Regions from separate parts of the Sus scrofa genome. Here region 1 is linked to region 2. The links are chromatin contacts, called in public HiChIP or PLAC-seq maps. All regions are on one chromosome and are shown on one strand. The core of a region is the stretch at or near the end of the contact, and the rest is flanking DNA. Distances in the headings are between cores, read along the strand shown. Region 1 holds the start of MMADHC (methylmalonic aciduria and homocystinuria type D protein, mitochondrial). Region 2 has its middle 22 kb from the start of RND3.

What was found. HiChIP or PLAC-seq counts read pairs in DNA pulled down with a chosen protein or histone mark.
Region 1: an H3K27ac HiChIP or PLAC-seq map of alveolar macrophages shows a contact between it and region 2. The contact joins the promoter of MMADHC here to the enhancer-like site in region 2. A contact is called at or near these places in 1 of 5 promoter capture datasets (fetal skeletal muscle), 10 of 47 Hi-C or Micro-C datasets (alveolar macrophages, embryonic fibroblasts, fetal skeletal muscle and 5 more) and 1 of 2 datasets of contacts at active chromatin or transcription factors (alveolar macrophages).

What each region holds. Positions count from the first base shown.
Region 1 is chr15:2,495,482-2,500,333 of Sscrofa11.1, forward strand. It overlaps MMADHC (methylmalonic aciduria and homocystinuria type D protein, mitochondrial), which reads left to right and starts at 3,599. Exons shown (of 8, transcript XM_003133258.4): 1 at 3,599-3,722; 2 at 4,304-4,363. The coding sequence starts at 4,355. It overlaps LOC102159998 (a long non-coding RNA gene), which reads right to left and starts at 3,616. Exons shown (of 4, transcript XR_002339312.1): 1 at 3,491-3,616; 2 at 193-403.
Region 2 is chr15:1,734,458-1,739,846 of Sscrofa11.1, forward strand. No RefSeq gene overlaps it. Among named protein-coding and RNA genes, the nearest start is that of RND3, 22 kb to the left of the region's middle. Within about 2 kb of position 1,859, at least 23 of the 83 cell types and tissues checked have an H3K27ac peak or open chromatin away from gene starts, as enhancers often do. A contact at or near this core is called in alveolar macrophages, fetal skeletal muscle, liver and 1 more, where this site is marked.

The DNA.
Region 1 (4,852 bases), core at 2,349-4,848, 760 kb after region 2:
ATGAGAAAGAAAACTTCAAGGTTTACATGTTGGCCTCTGAATAATCTCAGAATCAGGTACTTTGATGAATCTTTGCAGTTTGATGAAGGCCCTGCTTTGTCTCTGAAGAGTAAGAAAAATCCAAGAGAGAGTGAAAGGAAGAAGGCAGAGAAAGGAAAACTGCAATGACAGTTGAGAGACAAATACTCACACCTTTCTCTTCTCCTTTGCTTTACTGCCACGGAAGGAACAAAGACTTTGGAGTAAATCCAAGTTTGACTCTCATATTCATCACTGCACATAGTTGTGTGCATCAGGCAGTTTACTAAGCCTCTCTAAGTCACAGTTTCATCATTTATATACAGAGACACCACTGCCTCTCCAGCCCAGTCACTGGGTAGATAAATACTATTCAATATGGAGCCTGGAAACAACAGAACAGAAAGCAGCTGTTAGCAATGGTAGCTGGTTATTAATGGTCATCACTTCTTCACCTGCTCAACTTTCAACAAATATTACCAATCACATCTCTGTGGCAGGAATACAATGACGCCCAAGGACTACAGTGAAGAAGGTCTCTCCCCTCAAGAATCTGTGTTTCATCCCTTAAATACTCCGTGTTACCAAAATTCCACCTCCCTACTACTCCACTGAAATACCTCTGACAAAGTCACCATTGCCCTAGTTATCAAATCCAACGGATTGGTTTGGGTCCTTGATAACACCTTTTTGCAGCATCGAATAAAATTGAGCAATTACCCTCTTGATGTCTAGAATACTCTCCTGATGTCCTTTTACCCTCTGACTGAAAATTTCTCAGTCGCCATTGCTCATTTTTTCTTCTTCTGTTACCCCCTTTAATTAATATTTCCTAGTCTTCTGATTTGTGCCCTTTTCCCTTATATTCTACATTAGTGGTTCTTGATCTTACCAGGGTCATGAACTCCTTAGCAATCCGAAGAGGCAGAGCTCCTGTCGTGGCTCAGCGGTAACGAACCTGACTAGAATCCATGAGGATGAGGGTTTGATTCCCGGTCTCACTCAATGGAAGGGGAGAGGGTGGATCTACTTACAAATATACAAAAATCTGCACACATTTTCTGGAATTTTACAGACCTTCCTTCCTTAAAGCCTATTGTTGACCTCCAGAGTAAGGGGTTCCCACAGTTTTAACCGTTACACACGTCAATGACCCTCAAATCTCTGTCTCCCACATAAACCACTTTCCTGAACTACAAGCCTACTTCCAAATGACTTACTGACAATCCAATACATATGCCCCTCAGGCATCTTAAAACTCAAGATATTCCAAATCAAATTCATTACTTTTCTCCTAAAACCTGTTTTCCTCCTAGGAGACAACACCTATGGGAAAGAAAACACTATTTTTAAACCAAAGAGACCTAGATTTATTTATTTATTCATTTAGTCTTTTTGCCATTTTTTGGGCTGCTCCTGCAGCATATGGAGGTTCCAGGCTAGGGGTCAAATTGGAGCTGTAGCTGCTGGCCTACGCCAGAGCCACAGCAACACAGGGTCCGAGCAGCATCTGCAACCTGCACTACAGCTCATGGCAATGCCAGATCCTTAACCCACTGAGCAAGGCTAGGGATTGAACACACAACCTCATGGATCCTAGTTGGATTCATTAACCACTGAGCCATGATGGGAACTCCCAAAGAGACTAGATTTAAATCCAGCCCTGGAAGCTTTGGTGATACATGTAATCTATTTGTGCTTTATTTTCTTCAAATTTAACATAAGGATAATAACACACCCATTTTCTGGATTGTTATGAGAATTAAAATAAATAATGGGAAAATCCCAAGTGCCACCACACAACATACATTTCACAAATTACTATCACTGGATTCCCAATCTCAGCAAAAGCAACTCCATTCACCATAAATCTTAAGTCAAAAATTTAGAAGGTCCTCTTCAACTTGTCCTTTTCCTCATCTGCAACTAATGGATAGCTATGCAGTATTGATTCCTCAACTTTCCCCTCACCTTTAAATCAGGCTCTCATGGACACAGCAATAGTTTCCTAACCACTCGATTCAGTTCCAATTCCACATCCTTCCAACCTATCTGCTATACTGAAGGCCAAGATCTCCCCAAGACACAAATCTGATAATGCCATAATTCTACATAAATCTGCTTCCAGGATTAATCTACCTTAGTAACACACTGAAGCCCAACTATGATCTGGCCCCTGTCAACCTCCAACTCAACCCCTTGATTACTTGTGGATCTCCCAACTGCCCATAGTGTTCTGAATTCCTTATTTCTGACCACACAGCTTCCTTTGACTGAAATGTCCTCACCCCTCTGTCTTTTCTTGGCATTCAGGGAAAAAAAAAAAAAAAAACCTACTCATCTTTCAAAACACAGATCAAGCACCACTTCTACTATGAAATTATTCCTGACAGCCTCCTGCCATTCCACTGACCACTGACTCTTAACTTCCACCTCTACCTGACAGAGGACTTTCTGTCCTGGCAATAATGAATAACATATGGTTCCCAGATTCAAAAAGCTTACGAATATCATTCAACCAGAAATCTTATTATATAACCTGGACAAGTGAGCCAAATTGAAAGAGAAATTATGAGGCATGAAAAAATAACGAGGTGTAAGTAACTTCAAGACTTAGTTCAGTGGTTTTTCTCAGAACCCTCTATGATTCTCAAGCTATGAGGTGTGTGTGTGTGCATGCGCGTGCTCGCTATAATGTGTTAGCTATAGATGAACTGATTTAGTCTTCAGAAACAATCTACGAGTTAAGCATTATTATTATTTGTTTTAGAAGTAAGGAAATTAAACGCATAAAGAAAAAAAGAAACTTGCCCACCATGACCCAGCTAAAAATATCTGCATGAATAAAGTATGGACTTAGGGTAATTTTTTTAAGTATAACTGACAAATGAAAATATATACTCTTTATAAATAAGTCATTTGACATATATTCTTTCAACTCCTTGTTAATTCTAAGATATTGAATAAAGTACTTTGTGCTGTACAATAAACCTTGTTTATCTATTTTATATATGGTAATGTCCTTTCTGTTAACTCCCCTACTCCCAATTCATCCCTCCCAACCTCTTCCCCTTTGGAACCCATTAATTTGTGTTCTATGTGTGTCTGTTTCTGTTTTGTAAATAAGTTTGTGTCAAATTTCAGATTCCACATATAATTGATATTATATTTATCTTTCTCTGTCTGGCTTTCTTCACTTAGTATGATAATCTCTAGGTCCATCATTTGATATATATTTACTGAGCCTATTAAGAGAAAAACATAAATGCCCTATTCTCAAAAACAGTAAGTCACGAAAAACTAAAAAAAAAAAAAAAACCACGTTACAAAGAACAGAGGACTATACTTCCTAGAAGCAAAAAGAAAGTGTTAGGGAGAGTGAAGGCTTTCAAATATTTCACTGAGTTAAGGAAAGAGGAAAGACCCATCAAAACTCAGCTCACAAGCCCTCCGTCTTGTCACCGCAACTCACCTTTTCTCCTCCCACAGCCAGGCGGGACTATCCAATGGAAGGGGCGCTACGGAAGCCTACTGTGCGCGTGCGCAGCGGTGGTTCGACGATCCTGCCCATCGACGCGCTCGGAAGCAACTCCTTCAGTCTGCTCGCTGCCCCCGTACGCTCACCCCGCCGCCGTCGCGCCGCCATTTTGAAGACGGGAAGCGTAGAGCGCTGGGACAGCTGGAGGCGGCGGCGGTGGTGACTGGTACGGCTTGTTTCCACCCGCGTTATTCTCTCCAAATTCGCCAGTCTTCGTGCCCCAGCTTTCAGTGTTGCCCCTATTCCGAGAGGGCTCCTGTCGCTGTCCCCAGTCATCCTGTCGTCCTGTCTTTAGGACTTTTTTTGCTTTCTCATCCCTCGGCGCTGCTCGAACCTTCGCTTAGAGCTGTGGTCAGGCCTGTGTTAAAAAACCTACTCGGAGCCTCAGGACGCTGTCCCGGTGGACGGCTCCACGTTCCCCACCCTCGCTTAGAGCTGTGGTCAGGCCTGTGTTAACAACCTGCTCGGGGCCTCAGGATTCCGTACTGGTGGACGGTCTCTCAGTCTACCCCATCTAGTCGGAGTTGTGTTCTGCGGACACAGACCGGGCCGAGAATTGCACGGCCTCTGGACCGTGGTCTGTGCGCTGTAGGGGCTGGGGACGAATCCTGGCTTCCTTGGGGGACGGGGAGAGCTTGCACTTCGGTGCCTTTGACGGTGGAGGGACACAGGCAGTGGTGAACGTTACCCGAGCCGTCTGTCAGAGCTGAATCCGTCACCGGCCTGTTTTGTTTTGTCCTTTCCCAGGCATAACTTTACGAAAGGAAAGATAATTTGCGTCTGCCCTTTCCGCCAGAAATGGCCAATGTGAGTAAATCAGTCTCTTAAGCACCAGTATGGTAATGAAATAGTTTGGGAACTTGCTAGGAAAGTGGAAGGGTTTACTTATAATGATACTGGTGGCACAATGTTACTCATGCTTAGTGTATCAGAAATGTTAAGAGAAGCAAAAGGGTGTGCAGTTAGGTTCATATGCTTTAAACTTTTCAATACAGGTGTATTTATTCTACAGATTCGTTTTTAGAAAAAAATTCGGTACCAGCATCCTTTCAACATTTTTAAAAGCCATTTCAGTAAATATTTAGAATCTGTTTTTAAGACGTTTTCTGTTTCTTTGGTTAGGTCAACTGAAGGTTTTGTAGCAGTTTCAGTACAGGAAATAACGTTACAAATACTACAAAATGAGACTAAGAGATACTATTCCCATAGACCAGATATATTTACTAACTTTAACTGTCCAGTGATTACTCAGACACATCCTGCCATAAGGAGTTCATATAGTAGAGGACATAAGAC
Region 2 (5,389 bases), core at 609-3,108:
GTTCAGTTTTCTTTAATAGAGGTGATTACAGAATCTTGCCTAACATTTCTGGAAGGAAAAGACTTTGGGATTTTTTTTTCTTGGCGTGGTCATAGTTTCCTGGGAGGAGGATAAATCTGCATATATAAGAGGTTTTCACGATGATTTCAGATCCCAAGAAGGAAATGGAGCATAATTAGACTAAGTGATTTGATCATAAACAGAAAGAGCCACTGCCTAGAATTAATTTATAGAAAATGTGGAGATGTCCTTCACTTTAGTAGTAAAACAGTATGATTCTGGGAGTTCCCTGGTAGCCTAGTGGTTTGGACTCGGCACTTTCACTTCTGCAGCCCAGTTTCAACCCCTGGTCTAGCGTCTGAGATTCCACATTGAGCTGCTGTACAACACGGCCAGAAACAAAAAACAAAAACAAACAACAAATACAGTGTGATGCTTCAGCTCACAGTTTTAATTCTGATGATAAGCCTAGTTCGATTCCTGGGCCTCTGGAGTCTCAAGCTTTAGTTCCTAACCCAGCATCCACCTTGCAAGACAAGTTTTTTGTTTTTTTTTTTTAATTTTTTTTTCCTGTCTTTTTAGGGCCCTACCATAGCATATGGAAGTTCCCAGGCTAGGGGTTGAATTTGGTCTGTAGCTGCTGGCCTATGCCATGGCCACAGCAGCTCAGGATCTGAGCCACGACCCGCGCCACAGCTGACAGCAACGCCAGATCCTTACTTAACCCACTGAACGAGGCCCCGAGGCATATGGAGATTCCCAGGCTGGGGGTCGAATTGGAGCTGTAGCCACCAGCCTATGCCAGAGCCACAGCAACTCAGGATCCCAGCCCCGTCTGCAAACTACACTACAGCTCACAGCAATGCCAGATCCTTAACCCACTGAGCAAGGCCAGGGATTGAACCTGCAACCTCATGGTTCCTGGTCTGATTCGTTAACCACTGTGCCATGACAGGAACTCCCCCAGTCGCATTCTTGACTAGCTGAGCCACAACAGGAACTCCATTGGAAGGCTTATTCTTGATCACAGAGGCCAATTGTTTAGATGACCCAGGACCCAAGTATGGCAACAATTAAAGGAAAGCAACAAAAAAAGGAAAATAAAAATGTCCTTGTTTATGGTAGCGGCATCTCTAAATAACACTGGACAACACAAGTCAGCACGGAATAGCTTAGGACCAAGAGAGGCCTGGATACCCGCCCATAAACCCAGTCTTTAGCTAAGACTCGAAGGTGTAACTTTTCCGCAGGTCCCAAGAGACTCCATAAGGACTTTAAAACTGCTGTTCCTACAGAGATAAATCACTTCATATAAAAACTGTATCTCTGTGGCATTCTTTAAATTGGCTTTAGAAACCTGGGGTATAGCTATTTTCTTGGGGATAGTTCTCAGAAACACAAACCAGAAGGAAAGGCAAGTCTCTAGCATGAGTGAACAAATTAAAGAGCCTTGAGATTGCAGAATAGCCTTATAAAAGTCTTTTTAAAAGCATAGCCTTACCAAAAGTATTTGTAACTCATTCTTGTCGGCATATAGTAAAGGAAATAAAAGTACTTTCCTAATCCTCAGTGTTGAGTAACTTTGAGGCGTAACATTTAAATCAGGCTTGCAAGAAACTCGTTTCTCAACAGTGACTGACAGGGGAGGAAAAACCCAACAGCTGAGTTTCTGCTGACCTTGGCAGTATTTTATAGGTTATACAGTAATGTTTCCCTCTGGAGAATTGTTCTTTTCCAGCAGCTTTAATTTGTTAAACCAAAAGGAAGAGAGTTTGTCTTCAGCCCTAGGCATGCATGCCTTCCTTTTCTCCTCTGACTTTTTGCTTCAGCAAACATTTATTCTAGGTATTCTGTGAACATTCCTTTCTATTGATTAATGATCATGATTAATGCCTCTTTAAATACTAAAAGGTGGTTTTCAAACTCTGAGTAAGGCTCTAATTGTGTCTCACTTCTATTAATCTTTTCCAGAAATAGGAATAGTTGCTTTTGAAGATTCTTGTCTGATGGGAATGTACCTTAAATGAAAAGTTAGAAATAACCCAGGGAATTATTTTTTATTAGAAGGAATACAAAGAGCCACCTCATCCCGTAAGACTCTTGAAACTCAGTGCTGCATGTCCTTTGTGATGGATTATTTTGACATTAACGTTCTTTTCTAAATCTCCTAGTTTTTATTTCTGTCCTTCCATTGACCAAATATTTATTGAGTGCCTACTATGTGTCTGCCACTTTTCTGGGCTTGGCATATAATCCTGACCAAAACAAAACCTCTGTCCCAGGGTGTTTTTAATCTATTAGAGACTGTCACAGACAAACCACGGTGCACCATGTGGTTGAGTTGACTTCTATGGTCGTTAACTGAGTCATAGGTCCTGGCTGGCAGGATACATTCCAGTGTGCGGCCAGGTACACAGTGCCATAGCCACAAGCTGCACCACATTTATAATGCTCTGATACGGTAGTGCAAAAGGTATTTCGAGAGCATCCTAGTGCCTGAGGTCCATTTATGGTGATTATGGAAGAGCAGTGTAAATTGCCAGTCATCAACATAGTATTTGCATAAGAACCTTAGATTTATGTGTTTGGTTAGAAGTCCAATAGGGAAAAGTATTCCTCCACAGTTGAACATGAATCTCCCTCAATCTGTTTGTTATATAATGTGCATGCATTACCATAGATTTGTGCTTACTTTCTGTGAAATCTTCAATTGATGAACACATTGGAAAAGTGAAAATGAAATGAAGTTTGAAATAAATGAAATAAAATTCAATTATAAAATGAAATTGACCCTTAAGAGATTACCAAAAAAGTTGGTGGTAATTATATTAGCACTTTGATCAAAGATGATGAACCCATTATTTATTGAATGTTGAAAATATGTATTTAGTGAGAGTCTAAAGCTCTTTTAAAAAGTATTCATTAACAGTGAATTCTAAGGCTCTTTGTCTCTGCTCCCCCTGGGAATACAAATTCTAATAAATCCTAACACAAAATTTGTAGGATTGGCAAAGCCAATGCTCTCTGGGATTTTTCTGTTTTTCTTTTTTTAGTTTTTTTGTGTTTTTACGGCTGCACCCACAGCATATGGAAGTTCCCAGGCTAGGGGATCTGATTGGAGCTACAGCTGCCAGCCTATACCACAGCAACACGGAATCCAAGCCATGTCTACACCACAGCTCACGGCAACATCAGATCCTTAACCCACTGAACAAGGCCAGGGATCAAACTTCCATCCTCATGGATACTAGTCAGGTTGGTTACTGCTGAGCCACATGGGAAACTCCTGGATTTTTGTTTTTGATTTTGTTTCTCTTGAAAGGAGCCATTAGTGCCTTTCTTGCATGAGTGCTGAGGTACTGACAGTGAACCTCTATTTGAAAACAAATAAACTTCAGAAAGGCATTCCACAGTGAAAGATGAAAACACAATCTGTTATATGGCCAGCTCTACAGTCAAAGTGATAGCTAACACAGCAATCACACAAATTATGTGCCAGGCACAGTTCTAAACAGTTTATATAGCAACTCACTCCACACCACAAACTTATTCAATAAGGTAAGTGCCATCAAGGTCCCTATTTTATGGGTGAGGAGTCAGGAATTTTCTTCAAGGTCACGTGGAAGAGCAGGAGTAGAACTCAGGCAGGGCAGGCTGGCTCTGGACCTCTGTGCTCTTCACCATGACACGATCTTGCCGTAGACACAGACATCATGTGTACAGCATGGGGTCCCAGGTGCCTGAAGGCTGAACATCCTGGCCATCCATCTGCTCACTGAGCCAGAGTGCGACTACATCCACCTAGGTCTGCCCCGGTCTGCTGACTAATGGAGCCCCCAGCAAGTCTGCCTTTTAATATCCAGTAACTGTGAATGTTGCCTTATATGGTGCCTTTGCATTTGCCATCAGTTAAAGATCTCTAGATGGGGAGATAACTCTAGATTATCGAGGTGGGCCTCATGTAGGCACAAGAGGGATGAAGGAGGACGCAGAGTCAGACAGTGGCAATGTGACAAGGGACTCGGCAGAGGGACGGAGAAGGAGGTCTGAAGATGCTATGCTGCTAGCCTTGAAGATAGAGGGAGGGGCCACTAGCCAAAGAATGTAGTTGGCCTCTGGGAGCTGGAAAGGTCAAGGAACAGGGGTTCTCCCCTGGAACCTCCAAAAGAATGCAGCCTTGAAGACCTACACTTCAGTAAAAATAAATATTAAAAAAAAATTGGTTTTTTTTTTAAACTTGATGAAAGCCATAAACCCCTTTTCTCAACAACAACAACAACACAATGTGTAAGTGCATATATAACCATACAACCAGAACATGTCACGCATAACATCAGGAAGCTCACAGGCTTCTTACCTCAAGAACCATAAGATAATAAATCAGTGTTGTTTTAGGCCACTTAAGTCTGAGGCACTTTGTAGGAAACTGATATAGGTATGCTAACCAAGACTGTCCTCTTTCTCCCCCTTTCCGTCTGACTCCTTCGGACTAGGAGGCGATGGCCTTTGCTCGCAGAGTTGCTATCGCAGACCTAGATCAGTCCTTTGAGGCAGGGCTCTTGTGCCGATCCTAGTGAGTGTCAGAAAGCTCTTCTCACCTCACTCCGTGTCTCCCAAAGTTCCTGGACCAGCTTCTCATCCCACTGGTCTCGTATACGAACGGTCTCCCTACCATTTCCTGAACTCCTTTGGTTTTTTGGGGTTTTTTTGTCTTTTTAGGACCGCACCCATGGCATATGGAGGTTCCCAGGCTAGGGGGCCAATCAGAGCTGTAGCCACCAGCCTACACCGTTTGCCTTGTGGACCCAGTCACTGATAAAGTTAGCAAATACTTTTTTTGTTTTGTTTTTCTTTTTAGGGCCACACCTGCAGCATATGGAAGTTCCCGGACTAGGGGTCAAATTGGAGCTGCAGCTGGAGCCTATGCCACAGCCACAGCAACGCCAGATCTAAGCTGCATCTTTGATATATGTCTCAGCTTGCAGAAACTCTGGATCATAAACCCACTAAGCGAGGCCAGGGATTGAACGTGGATCCTCATGGATACTAGTTGTGTTCTTAACCCACTGAGCCACAAGGGAACTTCCAGCAAATACTTTTTGAGTATTTTCCACGTGTCAGACACTATGTTATGTGCTGTGTGTAGAGAAGGATGAATTAGATCTCTTCCTCGTCCTTATGAATTAATGGGTGAGAAAGACAAAGACAAATAAAATCACAATTCAGAGACATAAGCAACATAAATAGTCTTCTCCATCCTGTGTTGTTAGTATTATTGAAGTCCTCTGCTCGCATCCCAAATCTCAAAGACAGATGCAAAGAAGTATCAGAGGACAAAAAGGAGACCAAATTGCAAATGATTGCCTTTTTTTCCCTTTGTAACTCTATG